Linked DNA regions of Mus musculus: region 1 is linked to region 2. A link is a contact called in public targeted proximity ligation data. All regions are on one chromosome and are shown on one strand. The core of a region is the stretch at or near the end of the contact, and the rest is flanking DNA. Distances in the headings are between cores, read along the strand shown.

Region 1 (3,797 bases), core at 587-3,086, 96 kb before region 2:
TGGGAGTCTCCCCGGCTGCCGCACCCAAGTCCTCGCTGCTGGACATGTTGGGCTTTTGAACAGTGCTGGGACTGTGAAAGACTGTGGGTACTTCTAAAGTTGGAATAATGCGTTTTGCGTCACGAGGTGGCTATGGGCTTATCAGGAATAGGAGGATAATGTGGTGGTTTGAAGAATGGTCCTCTATAGGTTTGTGTATTTGAGCACTTGGTTCTTAGTAGGCGATGCTGTCTGGGGAGGTTATGGTACCTTTGATGAAGTTGAGCCTTGCTGGAGGAAGTACATTACTGGGTGTGGGCTTCAAGGGGCTGTGGTCTCATCCCACTTCTTACCCTTTCTCCTTCCTGTGTGTGGATAACAATGTGATCAGCCAGCATCCTGTTCCTGCTGCTACAACGTGCCTAGCCCGTGATGGACTCTATTCTCCTAGGGCCAAGGCCAAATGAACTCTTTCTTCTCTAAGTTACTTTTGGCTGTGGTATTTTATCACAGCAGCAGAAAACCAATGAGTACAGCGAAGATACCCACCAAGGGTCTTCAAAAGTCACAAGAATAACATTGCAGGGAATGAATATTGAGTGGGGAGGACCTCAAGGTACTGCTGGTAGGAGGGAGTGGGCTGCAGCAGCCGTGGGGCTATGGGAGGGTGCACGGCAGACACGTCTGTTGTGCACACAGCATGTGAGTGTGCACAACAGACACTCAAGGATGCACGCAGCACACCACGGCCACACCTGGCACTCCAAAAGAGGTATCAGATAAGTCAAGCCTCATACCGGTAAACTCATTTCTCCATCCCAGTGAAAGGGGGCAAAATACAACTCTGTGCAAATGACACAGTTTACAATGAGATGCCAGATCAATGATGCATGACCTTACGTGATTTGAAACAGTGGGACTAAGCTACTGTGCCGGGACATTTGGGCCTAAAAATGGATAGATGGGCAACTAAATGGATCAATGAATGAATGAATGAATGAACGAACAAATGAATGAAAAAAAGAATAGTTGTTTAAATACAGAGTAAATGACAGGACAGGAGAAGCAAAGAAAGTATTTCCTATAAAATCTACCATGTAGTCCCCTGGGCAGGAGGTGGGGCTCTGGCACTATGGCATCCCTTATATGGTTTCCCCTGGGTATGTCTTGTGGTGAGCCACAGAGCCACACACACAACTTCGTTGCGTTCAATGCTCAGCCAATGATCTGTATTTTACCAAGTAACATCCAAGATGAGTAAAAAATTACAGGGTAGACAGAGTAGTGGATGCAAGGCAAGAGAAGGGATGAGTACTCGGGTAAATGCTCACCCAGACGGACAGTCATCTGTGTGAGCCAGAAGTTCAGATATTAAATAAACCGTGGCTTTTTATTTAAAAGAATATTTATTGAGAACCATGTGCCAAGATTTTGCCAAGGAACTTGATGGTTATCTCTAGTCCTGCAGAGCTGGGCTGTTATCTTCTGGTGCTTGGAAACAGCTTACAAACTTGAGGGTTGGTCTGTGGGTGGAAGAGCCGTAATCAACGGAAACCAAAGAGTACAAGAGGGTGACGTGACAAGCAGGAGCTGATGGCTGTCACATGAGCTGATCGGTAGTTTAGTGTTGATGAAGTAGCAGGAGGAAGATGCAGCTCATCGAAAGGAAGACATAGTGCACAGCAAGTGGAATATTAGCTCAGTTAACCGACGCCTGAGTCTGGCAAATGTAAGAACGAGCCGATGGGTTCTGTCCCACACCAAGTCATTGTCCCGCTGTCCTTTGCCACTCACCACACCCACCTCTCCTTTCCCTCCTGTAAAAACCAGCAAGCTCTCTTCCATTTTATCATTTTGCCGTTTGGAGGCGGAAGGATGTACTGAGTACTGTGGTGGGAGGTTCTCTCACAGTTCCCTGGAGAACTCTGTGGGTTGCTGACATACCACGACCTCTGTGGCTGGAAGGTGTCCATGCTGTGTGTGTACCAACCTTCACCAGGAAAGGTTATCTGTATCTGGGTTGTGCCCAGTTCGAGGCTGTTACCACGCAGGCTCCAGTGGACATTATTATGTGGACACAAGCTTCACTCTACCGGGCTAAGTGCCCGAGAATGTGATTGCCGAGGTACAAGCTGTGCTTAGATCTTCAAAGTTTGCAGAGGGAGGAGCCCTTGGTCCTGTCTGCAGCAAGGTGTGAGAGGCCAGTTTGTCTACAGCCTCACCAGCACCGGGTTCACCCCTCCCTTCACTCAAACTCTCAGGGTGTGTGCTGAATCAGGACACCCTGGTTCTGGGCTGGTCTGCAGCCATCACGTCCTCTGCAGGAGCATCCCTCTCCCTGTCCATCATGGAGAGACAACACATCATCCCTGTCCATCATGGCTGGGCATCAGGTTTATTTGCTGCTGAGACGACATTTGCCGGGAAAGTGTCTTTGGTCAGGTATATGATTTGTGACCAGCCTCTCCCCATAGCTGACCATTGCTCCTTGTCTGGGTTTTGTGAAGGGAAGCCTGCCTGCCTGCCTTTGTTTTTTTTCCTTTTTCCTTCTCTCCTTCCTTCCTTCTCTCCTTCCTTCCTTCCTTCTCTCCTTCCTTCCTTCCTTCTCTCCTTCCTTCCTTTGTTCCTTCTTCTCTCCTTTCTTTCTCCCTCCCTCCCTCCCTCCCTCCCCCTTTCCTGGGGAGAATGTGAATGCAGTACCCACTACCACTGTGCACCTGTTTCCCATATTTAGGGAAATCACAGAGGTCAGCACATTTGTAATGCCGAGGAGAAGCCTCGCCCTGGGAAAACCACGCTCACCACCACAGGCGCCTCCCCTGCCAGGCAGGTGTGTGCAGGGAAACTTCTCATCTTGGTGAGGTTCAACTTTTCTTTCTTTTGTCTTCTTGGTGTGGTGTCTAAGAATGCTTCAACATGCCCTAGGGCCCAGAGATATTTCCCTATTTCTAAAAGGGTAATACGTCACCGTTTGTGCTGAAATCTCAGGTCTGTTAAGTTTGTGTCAGGTATGAGAATCAGGTCAGAACTTGTTTGTTGACCTGCGGGTTGCCCGTGGCTCGGGTACTTTGTGTTGAGTGTCCTTCCTGACAGCTGAGATTTAGGGCACCTCCCTATTACTGCAGCTCCCCTGTTACCGGCCCTGTGGCCGCTCAACTATCCTCTGGCCTCTATGTCCTCCAAGAGACTCTGGCTCTTGGAGCACTCTCTGAACTCCCTGATTCTGGCTGATACCACGTTACCTGCTAGCCCAAGAGGAAGAGGAAATAGGCTAGGCCCAGAGAAGTGTCCATAGGAAGTTGAAACTGGGAGTGGCACCTGAGACTGGGGTTCCCAGGCTGGGCAAAGACTCTGGTTGTCCCTTCCTCAGGGGTGGGTGCAGAAGCAAATGTTTGCCAGCAAGCCTGACACCTATCCCACCGTTTCTCGTGGCACCCCCAGCTTTAAGGGACCTGAGTAACCAGAATTAAATTCCGGTGACTTAAAAGTAATAAAGGTAATGCCCAAGTGTGGTATCAAATACCTGTGACCCCAGAACTGGAGAGTCTGAGGCCAGAAGGATCAGGGTTAGTTCCCAGCCAAACGGGACTATGGAGTGTGTGTGTGTGTGTGTGTGTGTGTGTGTGTGTGTGTGTGTGTGTGTAAACAAACAAATAGAGGGTGGGGGCACTTCCTGGCCTGGCTTCTCAGAGTTGCCCCAACTGCTGAGTGTGCCTCTTTACTGACCTCCTCGACCCACAGTTCCCAGTGGTCAGCAAGGGGACCTTAGTTCTCCTCCCAGCTGGGAGGCAGTTCCACTGACTGGAAGGGAAGAAACA
Region 2 (4,304 bases), core at 1,065-3,564:
CCTTTAATCCTTCTGGCTGGACTACAGACACACCCTTAGTTCACACTTTTAATCCCAAACAATGAAGGCAAAGATAGTTTGTACAAGGAAGCACCCATGTTTGGAAGTGATGTCTGATTGAGAGGCGGACAAGGTGACAAATCAAGAAAGATTTGACAGAACAGGATATACCAACTCTTACTAGAAGAGAAAAGAAAGGGAAGCCACTTAAGGGGCCCGCAGTCTAGAGAAAGAAGAGAGGCAGTTTTACAGACAGTTTGAGGAGAGAACGAGCCAGAAGATTAGAACAGAGTACCAGACTTAGTTGGAGGCCAAGCAGAGCAATTCAGAAGCCAGACTGAGTGAGTCAGCTGGGAGACAAGTTTGATACAGAACAGCTGAGTTAAACCAGCCAGAAGATTCCAGAAAGAACCAGAAGGGATGAGCTTATTCAGCAGCAAGTCTCAGGGGCTGAAAACAAGTTTAGGCCTAGATTAGATTGGACAGAGGCTAGAAGCTTCCAGGACTAGCAAGCTAGGAGATGGAGGCAGTAAACCTTAGAGACAACAATTCCATCAGGAGAATAAAAACCAACATTAGACACCCATACACATAAAGAAAAACAGGAGCAGGAAAGCTTGCATCTCTGCAGCCTTGGGAATAACCAGGCGGGCGGGCCTCGACATGGTGTCCCTGACAACCTGTGGATGTGCCACTGCAGCTGTGGAGGTAGCTGGGTGCTGTGTGTGCAAGGCATGCTATTTGAGGTCAAAAAGAATAGAGCGAGTGACTGGCTGCTCTCTTAGGACTCCTATTCCAACCTCTACCTCTAGCCCCTACATACAAGGATCCTGCTGACACAAACAGTCTTCTTTTCCTAACAAGCCCAGGGCCTTTTAGCAGCCATTTTCCATAAGCCAACAGAGCAGTCAGAGGGCTCTGTGATTTACTTCAGAGACACCACTTTGTTCTAGCCCACTGCTTCTCTGGCATCCCGTCCACTTCCAGATCAGACCATAAGTCTTGTAGGGGAGTGGGGGTACTTTCCCAGGTCTACCCTCTCTCTATATCATCCTCCAACGCATTCCAGAACCAGAAATCCACCCCCAAGGCTCCAGGAGTGTCCATAGCTGCATGTGTTGGCTTGTGAGGTTTCTCTATACCTCCCATATGAAAAAAGAATGCCATCATTATGCCAAGTATTAAAACAGATACAATGCCACATCCGTGACAGGAACAAAGGTCTGCTCTCTGCCTTAAAACTTGATGTGTATATGTTTGTTTGTGTGTGTGTGTGTGTGTGTGTGTGTGTGTGTGTGCGCGCGCGCGCGCGAGGGGCATGGGGAGTCTGATTTCTTCGTGATCAGAAGACATTTGTTTCTTTCATTGTAATGGGTCTCAAAGGAACGATGTCTAGAAGAGCACAGGGCGATTGTGAATATCAGCTCTCCACCTGGAAAACTACTTGAGTTTAGAACTGTTCTTCTGCTAATATCCCGGGAAACCTCTAGCATAGCACTCAAGCCCTGGGGACTCCTGGACCACGGTGGGGCCGGGTGCAAAGAGGACTAAATGTCCCTGGCATTATCACAGAGATGTCATAGACGTTGACTCAGACACTTCATGGAATAGAACAGCTTGTATGACACCTCACCCCACCTAAGAATCCTCCTTCATGACATACGGAGCTGATTCTGTCCAACACACATATTATCTTCAACCCCTGAAGCACTGGGGTGCCTGCACTGCATCCCCTCGGACAGAGGCCGAAAGGACTGAGGGAAGGCAGAAGGCAGGAGGGCAAGGTCCAAGCCGAAGAGCAGCGTGGCGCGCACCTGCATTCCATCACCTGAGCGGCTTAGCCTTCAAGCAGCCATCCGGGGGCCCGACCTGCAGGCGCCGAGGCCGAGTGTGCAACCCTCGAGGGCCTCGATGTCTGCGGACGATCGGTCCATGCATCTACCGCCCGCAGCTCGGCGAGGAGACGCAAGGCTCCGGCCCGAACCAAGCGAGGAGCTACGGACAGAGGCCAAAGCGAAGTGCAGCCGGCCCGGGACACCAACCAACTCGCTGAGCCCCGCCGGTCACGAGCCCGCCCACCCGCGCGAGCCGCTCCGCCTCACTCACCCGGAGCTCGGCGGCGAGAGGACGGCGCGGAACCAAGCCGAGCAGCATCCAGGCGGGTAACCCCGGGCGGCCACAAAGCCCGCACCGCTGCCGCACGCCCCGGCCGGAAACTGCCCGAGGCTCCGCCCGGAGGACATCCGTAGGCACTCTAGGATAAGAATGGGGGCCGGGGCCGTCTCCCTGTCACAGACTTCCGGGCCAGATTCCTGCGGTCAGCCGGAGGACCCAGTGCGCAGACGCGGTGGCTGAGAGCCCTGTTTGCGCACGTGGGTGTGGGATTAGCGGCGAAGCTAGGCAGTAGATGTCGTCAGACTTCCCTGGAAGAGCTGGGAAAGGCAGGCTCTTTAGAGAGCTTTTAGTAAAGATTTCTTGTTGGTTGTTAGTGATGGTTCTGTATGTAGCTTTTGGTTTTAGCTTTGAGCGTTTAGAACATCTTTATCATTATCTTATGTGTGTATGCCTATGGTGGAAAGACAACTTTGAGCCGCTGTGCCTATGACACAACATCTTTGTAATAAACCACTGGAGACTCAGAGTAGTGAAATCGAGGCAGTTTATTTTACAACTTTGCAAAGTCAGGTGTGAGCCTAGAATGCCAAGCTCACTCACTGATGGAGGCAGAACTTTATTTTATTGTGTGTTTTAGTGTTTTGCATGTGTGTATGTCTGTTCACCATATGTGTGCTTGGTGCTCCTGGAGGCCAGAAGAGGGCATTATATTCTCCTGGAAATGGGATTATAGACACAGTTCTTAGCTGCCATGTGGGTGCTGGAAATCAAACCAGGATCCTTTGGAAGAGCACCAACCAACTGCTTGATCTTAACCCCAAGGAATCTCTTCAGCCTCGTGGAAGGTACAACCTTAAGAGTCATCTAGGTCTTAACAAAAAAAAAAAAAAAATTGTGTGGGTTTATCTCTATATTTTATATCCTGTTTTTAAAAAATCTGCCACTGAAACTGCACAGTGCCAAGCCTCAGCTGCCCTCCATGAACTGTTCATGTCTTCAAAACCAGTAAGTACCACCTGGGTGACTCTTATGCTACCAAGTTCAGCTGCCAGCATGAGGGACAACCTTGGCTGCTTCTGGAACACAGCTTCTGTGTAGCTCTTAGGAAATACTTAGAAAGTTTTTACCTCAATGATGCTAGTTTCTTCTTAATCACTACTAATTCTTCAGCTGTAGCTGACCAGCATCGAGTATCACAGCAAAGCAAAGGTTTCACTTTAGTAGTCCTGGTATCTTGTTCATTACAGCTGATTCTTCAGCCTCAGCTAACCTGAATCCCAGAATCTTTTTTTTTCCATTTTTTATTAGGTATTTAGCTCATTTACATTTCCAATGCTATACCAAAAGTCCCCATACCCCCCCCCACTCCCCTACCCACCCACTCCCCCTTTTTGGCCCTGGCATTCCCCTGTACTGGGGCATATAAAGTTTGCAAGTCCAATGGGCCTCTCTTTGCAGTGATGGCCGACTAGGCCATCTTTTGATACATATGCAGCTAGAGACAAGAGCTCCGGGGTACTGCTTAGTTCATATTGTTGTTCCACCTATAGGGTTGCAGTTCCCTTTAGTTCCTTGGGTGCTTTCTCTAGTTCCTCCATTTGGGGGCCCTGTGGTCCATTCAGTAGCTGACTGTGAGCATCCACTTCTGTGTTTGCTAGGCCCTGGCATAGTCTCACAAGAGACAGCTATATCTGGGTCATTTCAGCAAAATCTTGCTAGTGTATGCAATGGTGTCAGCGTTTGGAAGCTGATCATGGGATGGATCTCTGGATATGGCAATCACTAGATGGTCCATCCTTTCGTCACACTTCCAAATTTTGTCTCTGTAACTCCTTCCATGGGTGTTTTGTTTCCATTTCTAAGAAGGGGCAAAGTGTCCACACTTTGGTCTTCGTTCTCTTGGGTTTAATGTTTTTAGCAAATTATATCTTATATCTTGGGTATCCTAAGTTTCTGGGCTAATATCCACTTATCAGTGAGTACATATTGTGAGAGTTCCTTTATGATTGGGTTACCTCACTCAGGATGATGCCCTCCAGGTCCATCCATTTGCCTAGTAATTTCATAAATTCATTCTTTTTAATAGCTGAGTAGTACTCCATTGTGTAAATGTACCACATTTTCTGTATCCATTCCTCTGTTGAGGGGCATCTGGGTTCTTTCCAGCTTCTGGCTATTATAAATAAGGC

The links.
Region 1: a targeted proximity ligation map of memory CD8 T cells shows a contact between it and region 2, with 40 read pairs. A contact is called at or near these places in 11 of 39 promoter capture datasets (the 3T3-L1 cell line, 3T3-L1-derived adipocytes, the HPC-7 cell line and 5 more), 25 of 484 Hi-C or Micro-C datasets (8-cell embryo, the C2C12 cell line, CD8 T cells and 13 more), 5 of 130 datasets of targeted methods (the 230-238 cell line, cardiomyocytes, effector CD8 T cells and 2 more) and 4 of 9 other capture datasets (adipose tissue, embryonic stem cells, liver and 1 more).

What each region holds. Positions count from the first base shown.
Region 1 is chr15:76,035,475-76,039,271 of GRCm38.p6, reverse strand. All of the region lies in intron 7 of Iqank1 (IQ motif and ankyrin repeat containing 1), which reads right to left. Among named protein-coding and RNA genes, the nearest start is that of Iqank1, 28 kb to the right of the region's middle.
Region 2 is chr15:75,938,962-75,943,265 of GRCm38.p6, reverse strand. It overlaps Zfp623 (zinc finger protein 623), which reads right to left and starts at 2,314. Exons shown (of 2, transcript NM_030199.3): 1 at 2,107-2,314.